5 separate regions of the Mus musculus genome follow, and all the other regions are linked to region 5. A link is a contact called in public ChIA-PET, Hi-C and HiChIP or PLAC-seq data. All regions are on one chromosome and are shown on one strand. Each heading gives the region's core, a stretch centred on a gene start, on an enhancer-like site or on the middle of the called end of the contact. The rest is flanking DNA. Distances are from core to core; before and after follow the strand shown. Region 1 overlaps Trio (triple functional domain (PTPRF interacting)). Region 2 has its middle 44 kb from the start of Otulinl. Region 3 holds the start of Otulinl (OTU deubiquitinase with linear linkage specificity like). Region 4 overlaps Trio (triple functional domain (PTPRF interacting)). Region 5 has its middle 14 kb from the start of Dnah5.

What was found. Hi-C and Micro-C count contacts between places; a contact is called where the count stands out from the background. ChIA-PET counts read pairs in DNA pulled down with a chosen protein or histone mark. HiChIP or PLAC-seq counts read pairs in DNA pulled down with a chosen protein or histone mark.
Region 1: an H3K27ac HiChIP or PLAC-seq map of regulatory T cell precursor shows a contact between it and region 5, with 3 times the contacts expected there. The contact joins two enhancer-like sites. A contact is called at or near these places in 3 of 484 Hi-C or Micro-C datasets (CD4 T cells, cerebral cortex and uterus), 6 of 115 datasets of contacts at active chromatin or transcription factors (astrocytes, double positive thymocytes, memory CD8 T cells and 3 more) and 1 of 9 other capture datasets (adipose tissue).
Region 2: a contact with region 5 is called in a Hi-C map of CD4 single positive thymocytes, with 5 times the contacts expected there. The contact joins two enhancer-like sites. A contact is called at or near these places in 3 of 484 Hi-C or Micro-C datasets (CD4 single positive thymocytes, granulocyte-monocyte progenitors and pre-megakaryocyte-erythroid progenitors), 1 of 115 datasets of contacts at active chromatin or transcription factors (memory CD8 T cells) and 1 of 9 other capture datasets (embryonic stem cells).
Region 3: an RNA polymerase II ChIA-PET map of memory CD8 T cells shows a contact between it and region 5, with 16 read pairs. The contact joins the promoter of Otulinl here to the enhancer-like site in region 5. A contact is called at or near these places in 6 of 39 promoter capture datasets (embryonic stem cells, liver, pre-B cells and 2 more), 1 of 484 Hi-C or Micro-C datasets (embryonic stem cells), 4 of 115 datasets of contacts at active chromatin or transcription factors (double positive thymocytes, embryonic stem cells, memory CD8 T cells and 1 more) and 2 of 9 other capture datasets (adipose tissue and embryonic stem cells).
Region 4: an RNA polymerase II ChIA-PET map of memory CD8 T cells shows a contact between it and region 5, with 19 read pairs. The contact joins two enhancer-like sites. A contact is called at or near these places in 1 of 115 datasets of contacts at active chromatin or transcription factors (memory CD8 T cells) and 2 of 9 other capture datasets (embryonic stem cells and macrophages).

The regions. Positions count from the first base shown.
Region 1 is chr15:27,825,697-27,828,396 of GRCm38.p6, forward strand. It overlaps Trio (triple functional domain (PTPRF interacting)), which reads right to left. Exons shown (of 57, transcript NM_001081302.1): 28 at 2,570-2,662; 29 at 1-78. Among named protein-coding and RNA genes, the nearest start is that of Otulinl, 150 kb to the left of the region's middle. Within about 2 kb of position 1,410, at least 79 of the 459 cell types and tissues checked have an H3K27ac peak or open chromatin away from gene starts, as enhancers often do. A contact at or near this core is called in memory CD8 T cells, regulatory T cells, regulatory T cell precursor and 1 more, where this site is marked.
Region 2 is chr15:27,724,256-27,726,955 of GRCm38.p6, forward strand. No RefSeq gene overlaps it. Among named protein-coding and RNA genes, the nearest start is that of Otulinl, 44 kb to the left of the region's middle. Within about 2 kb of position 1,361, at least 119 of the 459 cell types and tissues checked have an H3K27ac peak or open chromatin away from gene starts, as enhancers often do. A contact at or near this core is called in CD4 single positive thymocytes, memory CD8 T cells and pre-megakaryocyte-erythroid progenitors, where this site is marked.
Region 3 is chr15:27,680,249-27,682,948 of GRCm38.p6, forward strand. Otulinl (OTU deubiquitinase with linear linkage specificity like) reads right to left here and starts at 1,294. Exons shown (of 8, transcript NM_001242423.1): 1 at 1,149-1,294. The coding sequence starts at 1,203.
Region 4 is chr15:27,796,896-27,799,595 of GRCm38.p6, forward strand. The region is part of intron 34 of Trio (triple functional domain (PTPRF interacting)); the gene reads right to left. Among named protein-coding and RNA genes, the nearest start is that of Otulinl, 120 kb to the left of the region's middle. Within about 2 kb of position 1,321, at least 63 of the 459 cell types and tissues checked have an H3K27ac peak or open chromatin away from gene starts, as enhancers often do. A contact at or near this core is called in memory CD8 T cells, where this site is marked.
Region 5 is chr15:28,188,536-28,191,235 of GRCm38.p6, forward strand. It overlaps a transcript of Dnah5 not described here. Among named protein-coding and RNA genes, the nearest start is that of Dnah5, 14 kb to the right of the region's middle. Within about 2 kb of position 1,281, at least 48 of the 459 cell types and tissues checked have an H3K27ac peak or open chromatin away from gene starts, as enhancers often do. A contact at or near this core is called in CD4 single positive thymocytes, memory CD8 T cells, pre-megakaryocyte-erythroid progenitors and 3 more, where this site is marked.

The DNA of each region.
Region 1 (2,700 bases), core at 160-2,659, 360 kb before region 5:
TCGCTTGGGCACGCTGAGCATCACCTCCAGGCCATCTTTGATCTCCCCCTTTCCTTCCTCACAGCATGTGAGCAGCTCCTGGAGAAGATCAACACCGTGAACTCGCAAAGGACTGCAAAACGCTCTGCCAGCCACACCTCAGCAGAATCCATGAGAGCTCACGGTGCTCAGGAAACAAACAAAAAGGGAATCACTCAGGTTCACATAGGCAACAGTGTCTGATCTACTTGAATGAGGACCTGGAGGAAGTCAGATCCCGTCGCCGTTCTGAAAGAAGTTGTTATGCCTTGCCAACCACATCTCCAAAATGAGAAAATAAATGTTACTGGTTTGTAAGGAATATGGAATTGTGACAAGTGACAGCCATCCACAGTCTACCTGCCCTGCTAATCCCACAATGTCGGGGGCTGGCTGGACCCTGAATCAGAATAGCAACACAACACAGACCACTCCTCTGTGCAGGCTCCTTAGGGAGGTACTAGCTACAAGCTACCACACATCTCCAGGGTATCTATGTGTGTCATGCTACTTCCTGACTTCCTGGAAGCTCCTCAGCTCCCCCGTGAGTAGGACAGCAGGAAACACAAGCTTACATCCTGATGGGTCTCTCTCAGGTATTCCTTCATGGGTGCCAGACCGTTCTTGGTCACAGTGACAACAATCTTGTGTATATGATTCCCAAGGGGTTCAGAGCAGTGTGGTCATCAGCTTGGGGGAGGGGGAACTAGAGCAGTGGTTCTCAACCTGTAGATAGCATCCCTTCAGCAAACCCCTATCTCCAAAAATATTTACATTATGATTCATAACAGTAGCAAAATTACAGTTTTGAAGTAGCAATGCAAATTTTCTGGTTGCGGGGGGGGGGGGGTCACTGAAACATGACAAACTGTATTAAAGGGTCACAGGCATTAGGAAAGTTGAGAACCCCTGGTCTAGAGAACTCAGTCATCTGATGGGCACCTTCATGTTTGATCAGATGTGTATGCTTCTGAGGAGCTGGGCAGAAACTGCCTTACAAGTACAATGTGCCTCAACTCCCTCCGTGCAGACTGCCTTCCCACTGGGGAGGTCTGATGGAGTTTACTACTGTTCCCAGCAGAGTTTCTGGGGAAAATGAGAAAGATTTACAAGTAGAAGTGTAATCTTAGTGGACACAGAAGCTGAGAACAAAGCCTTGAGTTCTGAGGGCAACAAGGGACAACGGTGAGACAAGGCACTTGTGCAGACTTAGGAAGCAAAGGGGACAAGACCTGAATGCAAACCAGCAAAACCCAGCCTCCCAGCTTACGCCATGCTCACAGACAGCAGCAGCAGATTTGTGTAGTGATGGCTATCTAGTCACTGAGTAAGACTGTCATACAGAAGTACAGGAGAGGAGGTGCGGTGTGGCTTGGTGGTAGAGTGCTCACCCAACTTGTGTGAGGCCCTGGTTTGATCCCTGGCACTGCACTGTGTGTAAAGGAGGTGGGGGTTGTGGTAGTAGGGTTTTCGAGATAGAAAGGTCTCTTGATAGTACACATCTGTATAAAAGAACACAGCCATGTTTTACAGTTGCTAGGTCTCTCTTACTGAGAGAGCTTTAGACACCCTTAAGCTTCAGTGTCCTACTGCACGCCCAGGGCAGCAGCTGACAGAGCTGGGATTAGTGGACAGTCTACACGCTAATGTTTCAGCGCGTCCTTCACCGGCAGAGGAAATATAGTACCTTTGCCAGACAAAAGTTGTAAATGACTCTTAATGCAGCAAGCAAACATGCATTAACGACATAACGCATCTGTGGTAAGTTTGTTCCCCTTTCTACTGTTGAAAATAATCAGACTTAAATTTTTGCAAGGGCAATTTTAGATCTACTTAATTGCAACAAAAAGCAGAAGCCCTTGGGATCAGTAGGGACATGGTCTATAAAATGGCTAGCAGCCATAGGGAGCGGCATGAGGGCAGAGTGTTCCGGAGTCCATGGAAAACCTGCGCATCAGCCAGGTATGGGTTCAATGCTGGCACATATCAGCAATGATTCTGAGCATTTTTGTGACGCAGGGCAGATAGTCTCCAGACTTTCCAATCAGCGCTGCTGCGGGTTAAACATGTACAGGTGCTGTGTCGGGGTCTCAGCACCAGAGTCTGAGGATGCTAAAGGTCCAAGAGCCAGGAACTTATTTCTCAGTCAAATACCATTCTACATTGCAGACAAGGGCCAGCCAGTTCCTTCAGGGTACAACTAGGGGATATGATCTTAGGTATCTGCTTCAATAAGAAGCTGGACAGGCCAAGAAATGTCAGTGAAGGAAGCCACAGACACATGTGCACAGGGGATACATATCAACACAGGATGTGATGTTGCCGATGGTAGATGGAAACCACAGACACATGTGCCCAGGGGATACATATCAACACAGGATGTGATGTTGCCGATGGTAGATGGAAACCACAGACACATGTGCACAGGGGATACATATCAGCACAGGATGTGATGTTGCCGATGGTAGATGGAAACCACAGACACATGTGCCCAGGGGATACATATCAACACAGGGTGTGATGTTGCAGATGGACAATGTTTCATACACACCTTTAAAAGGAGCTGATACTTTGTTATCCGCTGAACTGGTTTGATCAGGTAGGAAGAGATGGAATTGGCTAAGCCATGCCGCTGCTGGATCTCCTATATTTAAATAAAACAAAAAAAAAAAAAAAAAGGGA
Region 2 (2,700 bases), core at 111-2,610, 460 kb before region 5:
GGGAGGGGTGTTCTCAGGCACCTCTCCTCCTGCCTCCAATCCTGACCCTGGATACTGGCCCCTGTGAAAGCACGGATTTTGTGATAGCTTGTATCACTGTCGCACAGAATGGGATACAGTAACTGAGGTGGCTCAAGGGAAACTTGTGGGAAGAGGAGGTGCCTCAGAGAAACCAGGTCAGGCCACAGTTCAGGCAAGTGAGGGTGGGGTCTGCTCACCGCTCCTTTATGCCTCCTGTTTGTCTGCTCAGCCATAAAAACTGAAACAGGAAATCGAGGTCCTCTGACTTCCTGTCTTCTTTGGTGAGCTCTGGCGAAAATCCATTGTGTAGGAGGGTCTTGTACTACAAGATGGTTTCCGTGTTTGAAAAAAACAAAAACCAAAAAACCCCTAGATGCTTTGTATCTTTTCTCTCTTGGTGTAAACAATGAAAAGTCAGGATGGAAATGGGCCCCGTGCATCCTAAGCAGTTCCCCAGCTATCAGCCCAGTGTGTCTCCCGCCCTGCTTCCTACCAGGCATTCTGACACAGTCGTTGCTATTTGAGCTCCTTAACAGGAATAAGTGGAGTCATAAAGAACCGGTGGGTAGACCCCACCGGAGGAAGAGGCTCTCAGCTTTCAATAGCAGTGCAAAGTGTGTTTCCTCTAATGCTGGTGCTGACATCAGCTTGCTATACTCTGTTCTTTTCCTTGAACATTCACAAGAGCCTTTGAATGCCAAACCTGTATCTTGCACTAGGAGGTAGATGAGAGGAGCTTGACAGACCTGAACAGAAGCCCTGAGCTGAGCTGCCAGCAGAGGAGCGACAGACAGAGCAAAAGATAACACTGTAACGCTCCTGAATGGTGAAGAAGAAATGGTATCAGGAGAGATAGCTGAGGAAGCAAATCCTGTCAGATCCAGTCTCCCAAGAGTCCCGCCCTCTATAGCAAACCACAGACCCAATGGTGTGATGCCTGCTTCCTCTCTGGAGGTTCTGCTTCTCTTCAAGGCCCAGCTCAACTGTTGTCTCAGACCTCTGTGAGACAGTCCTTTGTACTGTCTGTTTTAGCAATCATTTAAGTCCGTTGTCTTCTTCTCCCTCCTTCCAGATCCTTTTCAAGATCAGAGGCAACGAGTCCCCATGCATGTGTCCTCACTGTGTACTGTGTGCAGTAATCATGGTGCTCACTGGCCTGTCTAGTCTCTCATTTCCTGTCTGTCATCATTATGCTCTGGGTATTATGAGCAAGTGTTAATGGCTAAGTAGGATTTCTATATGAAATAAGTCTCCAGAAGTTACCAGATAGCAGATGATTGCAGAGCTTAACTTCTGACACTCACCACTGTAGTGCCTACTGTGAAAAGAAAACCAAGCAGGTCACGTGTCTTAGGAAGTAGATGTCATATAACCCTAAAGCTATGAAGCTTCAAGAGCGAGTCTGATCCTAGACTTCAGCGTCTGGGAGGACAGAGTTCACATTCTCTTTCCTTCTCCTGTTGACTCCAACAAACAGCCCTGGGCTTTGTCTGTGAAGAGTGCAGGAAATCTCTGCAAAGTGAGGAGAAGATGCAGAGTACCCAGAGACCTCAGGTCTTCGAGATTTCTTTTTGTGGCATCTGCCCATACTTGGAGCTGAAGTAGCCAGCAGCCTGGAAGTGACAACTGGTGGAGACCAAAGGACCCCACAAAGCCTGCGCCTGCACTAAGGATGAGGCCCAACTGCTAAGGAGTTTTCAGGCAACGGCTGAGTGGCTACCCTTCTCTGGCAACACATCAAAGCAGAAAGTGCAGTTTCAACACAACAAGTAGACAAATGCAGAGCCACAACTTTACCCCTGCCCTGCCTGAATGAGGCACGAAATCCCTGATTGTGCTTGACGATGCCAAGTGGGGAGCCAGTACAAGCAGCCTATATTCTTTGCTTGACTCAAGAGGGACATTAGGAATGGGCAAAGCATCGCTCGTGCCGACATCACCAGCTCATTTTGGTGTGTCGCTAGCTCTTTGTGTTTCTAGGTTTAGGCAATGAGGTTAACCAGACTCTCTTGCTCAATTCAAAACAGAAATCACGATGAGAGAAGCAATAGCATCCAAATGAGGCTTTACTGGGTGTTGTACTCACGAAGGGGACTCCAAGGAAGAGTTACTTGGGCCCCCATAGGATGTGAAGGGCAGATCCTACACAGACAGGAAGTAGACGCTGGTACAGAGGTGGAGCTAGCTGTTGCAGAAGGCCCCGGGATTTCTGCACAGCTCTCTTCAATTTTTTGTTTTTAGCACTGAGTTTTGCAGTTGGCAGAGAGATGTAGTGTACTTGTGCCTTGGGTTCCTCTGTGCTTGGCTGGTAAGAGACAGCTCAGGTGCCAACCGAGGAAGTCCTTCATGGCTAAAGTGCAGACATACTGTACTTGCGACTGACTGCAAGGAAGCTGGGGAAGGGCTCAGAGACTCCTGAGCCTGGTAATTGGTAGAAACACTTCCTTGAAACCCGTTTGCTTTTGGTTGGGAACCCCGGTGGGAGAAGAATTGGACTTTCTTGCTGTGGCTCAGTACCACTCTGCCAGGCAGAGTGTCTGCTCTTACTGGTACCAGAGAAGACTGTGGGGGGAGCTTATAGTTTTGATTCCACCCACCCACAACAGCACATCCATCCTCTCTAATGACAGAGTAGCACCAGAGGAGGCTTGGTGCAGTTACCCTTTGCATCATCACTTG
Region 3 (2,700 bases), core at 44-2,543, 510 kb before region 5:
GAAACAAACGAAAGGTCCCTCTCTCTCCTTGGGCTCAGCGCACTGACACGCCTTGGACTTCGTGCAGAGAAAGGAAACGTTCTTGGTGGTTTTGTTAAGCCAAAGTAGGCATTCTGCAGTCTCCCAAACCAGCTCTTTCCCAGTCATGTCCTTGCCTCTGTTTCCAACTTTCTTTTCTCTGCCAAACTAAAGGAAGAAAGAAACAAAATAAAAAATGTTCGACTGGATACGCCCACAGGAAATACTTGGCTAATTCTATAATAACCTGAGGTGCATAAAGGTTAAACAAATGAGTTAATTCTCTAAACTTCAGAGACTTGGGTAATTTAGTCACAGACTAGGCTGGGAGAGGCCTTCGGAATTAACTTGTCCAGCATGCATTTCACGAATGGTTGATGTCTTGAATAACTCCTACCCAGACACTCTAGGGTGGACTGACGTCCAGACCTCGTGTCCTGAACAGTGTTGCTTCCACTACACAACACAGTGCTGTGTCAGAAGCTCCTACTAGGACGGAGAGCAGCAATTAGGAACATTCCCGGTGTCCAACAACCCCATTTACACACTGAAAGCAAGAACACACACAGCTTAGATTCACTACTAGGCTCACATTCCTTGAGTGGTAGATGGTGAAACACAGGATCCAGCGTGTGGCCCAACAAAACCTAGAGAAACTGAACCACGGACACAGCTGTGGGACCGGAAGAAAGACATTTCATCTCTAAGGTCTTTGGAGAGGACAGACCACTGCTACCCAGTGGGGCAGGGGCCCGAAATGCAATAGCGATCTACTGTCACCCTGTCCCCTTGGTGAGCATTTTTTTCCCCCTAAAGTCAAGAGTGTTCTCTGCGGTTTACAACTCTGGTTGCTGAAAAGGTGTGGGCCACATCCTCTCAAGGCGCAAACCCCGGTAGCTTAGTTTACAACCAAGTTGCTCCCTCGAGGACACCGACCAGCTTGTCCACGCGCCCGGGTACTCCTGGATAGACCCGCCTCTCTCCGATGGCCGGGGACTCAGATGCAACCCACGCACAGCCACGCGCGCGAGGTGTAGCCGTCCCCGCGCCACAAGCACCCTTCGCTCTCCCTCGCCCACCCTCCGCCGCCACTACACCCTCCGGGAGACTGTGCTCATCCCGGCGCCCACCTGAGGTGGTCCGAGCGCGCTCCCGCTCCCGCGGCGCGCTCCTCGGCGCCTCCATGCGGGATGCGCGCCTCCACCCGCGCGCACCCTCCGCTACAGCCCGGCGCCCCGCTCGCTTCTCCGCAGCCGCAGTCCCGAGCTCAGCTACTGTGACAGCCGTCCGTGCTCCCGCCCTGAACGCAGACTGACGCCCGGTGCCGCCACTCAGAAGCTAGGGCGGAGTCTAGGGCGGAGCCTCCGCGCGAGGTAGGCGTGAAGGGCGCGGCGGCGTGGAAAGCTCAGAAGCTCAGCGATGGGAGCGCTGCGGAGGCCGCGGCTCTGCCCCTAGGGCTGCACCTCCACGCTCACCCTGGGCGTTCCACTGGTTCGGATCTAGAGTCCTCTCGGGAGCTCTGCACCAGAGCCAGAGAACTTGGGGAAGAGACTGATGGGCCGAGGGACCGAATGCCCCTCACCAGCTCAGGACAGCTTGGTGCCTCGATTCCCTGTTCACCACGGGACAAACCTGCTATGTCTGCGCCGGAGAGCTAGAGGCTGGGATCCAAAAGCAACTGCACCCGGGGCTTGTTCCACTACGTGGGGCAGGGCTTCCTCGTCTTTCTGCATGGGTCAGCACATTCGGCTAATGCGTGCTTGGAACTGTTTAGGGACGAACAAGAGCATTCTTGACAAAAAGTGGTTCCATAAAGTAATTTCTTAATTGTTAAAAAACAATACAAAAAGCTAACAGAAAAAGTAAATGGCCTAACAAGAAAAGGATACAAGATTTTTTTTGCTCCTGATTAACTAATTTGATGGACCCCTCCTTTTTTCCAGAAGAAGACAAGAGAGGGGGAGGGGAAGAGGGAGGGGGAGGAGAAGAGGGAAGGGGAGAGGGAGGGGGAGGAAGAAGAAGAAGAAGAAGAAGAAGAAGAAGAAGAAGAAGAAGAAGAAGAAGAAGAGAAGAGGAGGAGGAGGAGGAGGAGGAGGAGGAGAAGAAGAAGAAGAAGAAGAAGAAGAAGAAGAAGAAGAAGAGGAGGAGGAGGAGGAGGAGGAGGAGGAGGAGAAGAAGAAGAAGAAGAAAAAGAAGAAGAAGGAGAAGAAGAAGAGAAGAAGAAGAAGAAGAAGAAGAAGAAGAAGAAGAAGAAGAAGAAGAAGAAGAAGAAGAATCATCTCCATGAGTACTTCCTTTTTCTCCAGTGCAGACAGATTCCAAATACAAAAAGACTAGCATGCAAAATATCCTGGCAGCCTCCGGAAAAATAAGCGCCATAACTAAAGAAACATGTGGAAACAGCCTGGAATTTTGTGTGAGTTCAATAGCCTTAGGGCTATGTCAACAAGTCATTGAAACATTGCAAGTCTCTCTGGATCTCAGAACAAAGGATCAAAAGGATCGTACATCTTTAGTCTTGCCTCAGAAATCCCTGTCAGACCAAAAGCCTGAGTCAGCAGCACCAGGCAACTAAGAGAGCTGGCTCAGCGGGACTTGTGGTCCACCGCGAGTGCATTTTCCCTGTTAGTGTATTTCACGAATCCCCGCATTTGCTCGTGAGATTGGTAGGGTAACCTGGGT
Region 4 (2,700 bases), core at 71-2,570, 390 kb before region 5:
CAAAGCATCACCTCACGTCTCCCTGAACACAGGGATACATAGTCAGTCTAGTCTGCCAGGCCCACCTCCAGAGGCCTGAGTATAGTTTATTCAGGGCCGTGGCCAGCTGAGCTGCACCAGGAATCAGGGGCGAGCCTGAGGAAACAGAACAGGTTCACTCCATGCGGCTGCTCTCACATGATGCAACCCCAAGAGACCAAGCACTTCGAGTGGAGAGCTCCCATGGCACACCTTCTGCTTCTGACAGCTCGCACTCTCCAGGATGTACACTCTGAAGGAGGAGGCCCTCATCGGACTGGTTATCTGCACTCTAGTGTCTCTATATTGTCAGTGTTAAAGTCTATCTTCCAGAGATGGGAGGTGGAAGAAGGTCCGGAGCCCCAGTCCCTCCCACAGCCCTGCTGGCCTGTTTGCCATCCCCTGCTCAACCACAGTCCCTCTTTGTTTTCCCTCACCCAGCACCTATGGCTTATTGGTTTGCTTGCTTGTTTGTTTTTAAGACGGGGTATTGTTAGGTAAGCCAGGCTGGCCTCGAACTCACAATCCTATGTCTGCCTCCTGGGTGCTGGGATTGCAGGTGTGCATCACGGCCCAGCAGGCCATTTAAAACAGGCGTGGGAAGATGGGTCTCTTGCTCACTGTTTATGCCTTGGCAGCAGCTATCATTTTCTGACGACCTAACATGGGTGCTGCCAATGCCTGCTCTTGGATTGTTCCTGTTCTGAGAAATGCTTAATGTAAAGCTGGAACGGGGGAAAGGCTCCCAACACCAGGCCCTCTGCAGAATAATAGCGGCTTGTGTGGCTCCGTAATTATATGCTCCGCAGAAAGCACTTCTTAATCACGGGGTCTGGGATTCATTACTCGGCCTCGGATGTGCAGTGCCCAGGAGAGGGGCGATGTTTTTAATTCTTGGTGCGACTCCACGTTCTTGAGTTTTTCTTCCCACAGGGATTTACATTAGCAGCTGTTCAAACAGAATAAAACTGTGCTTTCCAATTGAATTAAAAAGCCGCACACAGATCCTCCATTGTATGTGTTTTTAAGAACACGTGGGCAGGTATGGGTTTGAGATGCCTTCGTGAACCTGGGGTGTTCTCTGGTGGCAGGGTCCCTGTGGTATGACGCAAATGCCCAAACACGCTGGAATCTATTGTTAATGTCACTAAAGACTCTGATACCCTACACTTTTTGGAACTGTTTTAGGTCACTTAAAAGTCACGAGTTATTTCCGTCTCATCTGAGACAGGCAGCTTAGGAGTCGGCTGCTGGAGTGAACGGAGGGAAATCATGAGATGCTTTGGGGAGGATGCTGAGGCCCAGGCTTGTGGAAGGCCACGGGTACCCAGTCTCGACTGAGGCCTGCTGTCAGGATGAGGAGGTCTGGAGGTGAGGGCGACTGTGAGTCACACTTAGTTCAGAACAGGCTCCAAAACTGCATTGCTCTTGGTGTCCACGGTGCAGCCTGGACTGGCCCCATGCTACTGCGGTCCTTGGTGCTGGAGTCTACATCTTGAACATTCTATCCAAGGTGAATCAGAGGGCGAGACCGGAGCTCTGTGACTGGGACGAGCCTTCTTCTGCTGTCTATACTGTGACTGGAAGGGCTGGCGTTGTCTTCAGGGCTGGGAATGTGGTTTGGATGGGGCACGGTAATCACTACTACTGCTTGGTCTCCAAGGGAAAAACACTTGGACATACTCTATGTTTTGGGGTCAGCTGGGAGTATGGGTGGCCTGGGTATGGCTTTTTGAGTATAAACATACCTGGTGACATGATGAAGTTCCCATCCCCATCTGTAGACCTCAGGGAAGGAGTGGGGAGACCTGGCCTCATCCTAAACCCACAGGGTAAAGAAGAGCACAGGAGCTATCAGGCGCAGCCGTGACCTCACCTGTGCAGACGATAGGGCTGAGCTGAGGACAGCATCCATGGGGGGCAGATAAGCCCTCAGACACTCTGTAATTGGCACCCACTGTAAACACATGCTGACTTCATCCTGACATTGTGGTTATACTCGTGGTCATGATCAGAATGAGCTGTGGCGCTCAGTGACTCCAGCACAGGCCCTAACCATGCAGCCACCCATCCCAAGAAATGATAAGTCATTTCAGGAGTAGCCTTCGGCACAACAGCATTTATTTCTTTGAATTTCGAGTGATGGCCCTAGAAAATCAATTGCCCAGTGTATGACGTTAGCGTTACAGAGAGAACAGGATTGGACAGTGGGGTCACAGTGGGGGGGAGAGCACTTGCTTCTCTCCTTGCTACCTTGCCGAGCCTATGCTCCAGCTGGGGAATCCTCAACATACCCCTCTGTGGCCCGGCAAACAATGTGTCCATTTTCTCTGTGTGTGGCTACCTTTCAGTGCGCGGGGAGTTTCTCTGCTCCTTTTTATCAGCCGGTGATTTATTTGTAGCTCTGGTTTATTTGTAGTTCTGTCTACTCTGATATCTGCAAGCTCAGCCTGACAATCACAGCCATCACTCACTGCAATCTGTTTAAAGCTCTTCCAGTGAGTTCTCTGACAATTTCCCTGTCTTCCATCACCGGAGCTTTTAAGACTGTGGTGGCTCTTTCCAGGTTGCCCTAATGTGGGCAAACACTTGTGAACCAGATCAAGATCGATTCTGTAGAGCCTGTCTTCTACATATTCACTGCACAGATGGATGGCTTTTTTCCTTAGGCTTTTTCTAAAG
Region 5 (2,700 bases), core at 31-2,530:
CCAACATGACACTCCTGTGCCAACAAACAGCATTCGACAGTTCTCTGAAAGGAAAGCCTGAAACTCAGGCTGGAAGGTAAGCAAGAGCAAGCTGAGGCTCATTACATTGAAATTCACTTTTGTGCTCAATTCAATTAATAAAACGCTACCTTTCATTCCTAATGCACTTGATAAGAAGAAAGAGTAACTACGTGTGTCTCTCAAGGCAATAAAGAATGGAGGAGTCAGTCTTGATGGCCATCTCATGCTGGAGGGAGAATGGGAAGCCCCCACCTTCTGTTTGGTAAGGGCTGCAGTAGGAAAGTGGCTTGTAGGAGGGGCTTGTAGGAGGGGCGGGACTTGGCCTTTCCATTCCTCGACATTTTCTTCCTTTATATGTCCCATATCTCTGTCACTGGTTATTTTATCCCAACAAATCAGACAGGAAACCAAGAAGAATGAGAACCGCAACGATCTGAGAGACACTGTCACAGGGATTGAAAGACGGGGATTGTTATTTAACAAAAAGGAATATCATGTTGACTTATACACAATGCAGGCAGTTTAAAAATGGTCATTCAGTGTGTATTTATTTCATGAGCTCTTGAGAAGTGCCAGGTGTTGTGTTAATGACAATATTTTAAAGTCACCTTTTTTTGTTGTTGTTTGTTTGTTTTAAACACTCATTAGGTTATATTTCTAAAATGCCATTATAGGGCTGGGGATACGCCTGAGTTGGCAAAGCGCTTGCCTACAGTGCACGAAGTTCCGGGTTTGATTCCCAGCACTGCACGCTTCAGGCATGTTGGTGCGTGTCAGTAGCTCCAGCACTCAGGACACAGAGGCAGGGGGGGTCAGAAGTTCAAGATCACCTTCAGTTACCTCTCGAGTTTCAGGTCAACTTTAAGCTCTAGGACTTCATGTCTAAAAAATACCCCAAAAACCAAAAACCAAAAACCAAAAAACCCAAAAAACAAAAACCACCCCAAACCAAAAACAAAAACAACCCCCCAAAACAAAACAAAAAACAAAAATCCAACCAAAACAACAAAACAACAACAAAAACCCAAACCCACTATTATTCACTATGAAAACTATTACACGCAAGATCAGACTCAAGGAACAGCTAACGCGCGTGCAACTTCAGAGGGAAGCTGTAAGATTCTGAAGAGACCCCATAAAAGAAAGGATGTAGAGAGGTTTCTGAGACTTGAATGAGGCGTGAGCATCAGAGAGAGTGCGGTAGGTAGGCAGACGCTGACAAAGCTGCGAGGACAAAGCACCTGTATCCTTATTGGCCAGAGTGGGTGCCTGTAGTGTGAGCCGGTGTGGTGTAGCACGCCTGCGGTCACCTGCGGAGTCATCACAGTTCCTTAAAGTCACCCTTTCCTGTAAACGTCGAGTGGTTTCACAAAGCGGCAGATTCAAGCCTGTGTTTTAGGGAAGGGGAAGGAAATGGAGAATCAGAGAGAAACCATTTTCTCCCAGGCCTTTCTGGTTCAGGCTTAGAGCGCCCTCTTGATCACACACTTTCTTCCAAACTGAAGGCAACTTTTCACAGACTGCGTCTCATTTTTAATTTCCCCCTTAAGTTCTCAGACTTGCTACCGCGCCTCCTCATTTACATGATTTAGCTCGGTTTCGGAACTGAATTTTAACAGATGTTATTATATTCGAAACAGTAACTCTTCAAGCATTTTAAGGGTAGGTTTTGAGTATTTTGCTTCACGAGGTTCATGTGTGATCTTTGATCTCCTTCCCCCCTCCCCCTCCCCTTCCTCTCCCCCTCCCTCTCCCCTTCCTCTCCCCCTCCCCATCCCTTTCCCCTTCCTCTCCCCTCCCCCTTTCTCTCCCCCTCCCCTCCCCCTTTCTCCCTCCCCCTCCCTTTCCCCCCTTCCTCTCCCCTCCCCCCTTCTCTCCTTCTCCCCTCTCCCCCTCCCCCCTCTCCCCTCCCCCTCCCCCTCCCTCTCCCCTGTGTTGGAAGGTGGGTGAGTAATGAATGAATCCAGGGAACATCTTCTTTTCTCTGTTGTAAGCTTGTGCAGGCAGCAAGTTGTCCTATATTGGAATAACATCCTTAACGTGGCATAAAATCTCACTGAGTGCATTCATGTTGGTGGCCTTTGGTGAGATTAATGAGCTTCAGTAAACACTTTTCTTAAAATACATTAATATTCTATCAAAATCATACCTGTAGTCTTTTAACGAGAAATGTCCACCACAAGCACGTGCATTTGAACACTTGATCCACAGCTAGTGATGCTGTTTGGGGAGGGGGCGGCGTAGCCATGATGGAGGAAGCACACCACTAGGGGTAGGTTTCACGCCGTTTTCAGTTTGCTTGCTCTGCTCTGTGCTCATGGTTGCTATAAGATCTCTGCCCTTCCCAGTCACCACACAGATGCTTGCTGCCCTGCTACCCTGATCTTCCTGACACAGTTACCATGCAGACGCTTGCTGCCACGCTGCCCTGACACACCAGATCCATACCCTTCTGGAACCATGAACATCAATACACTTTTCTTCCATAAGTTGGTTTGCTCACGACAATTTAGCACAGCAGTAGAAAAGTACTAATGCTTGAAAGACGAACTTAACCTGGAATCATCTTAGACTATATTAAGAGCTATGGTTACCTAAAAAAGGAATCATACCACAAAGTTGGAGAGCTTCGGAGTCATATCCGAAACCTTCCCTATGTCCCCTGCATTTTTCTATTTT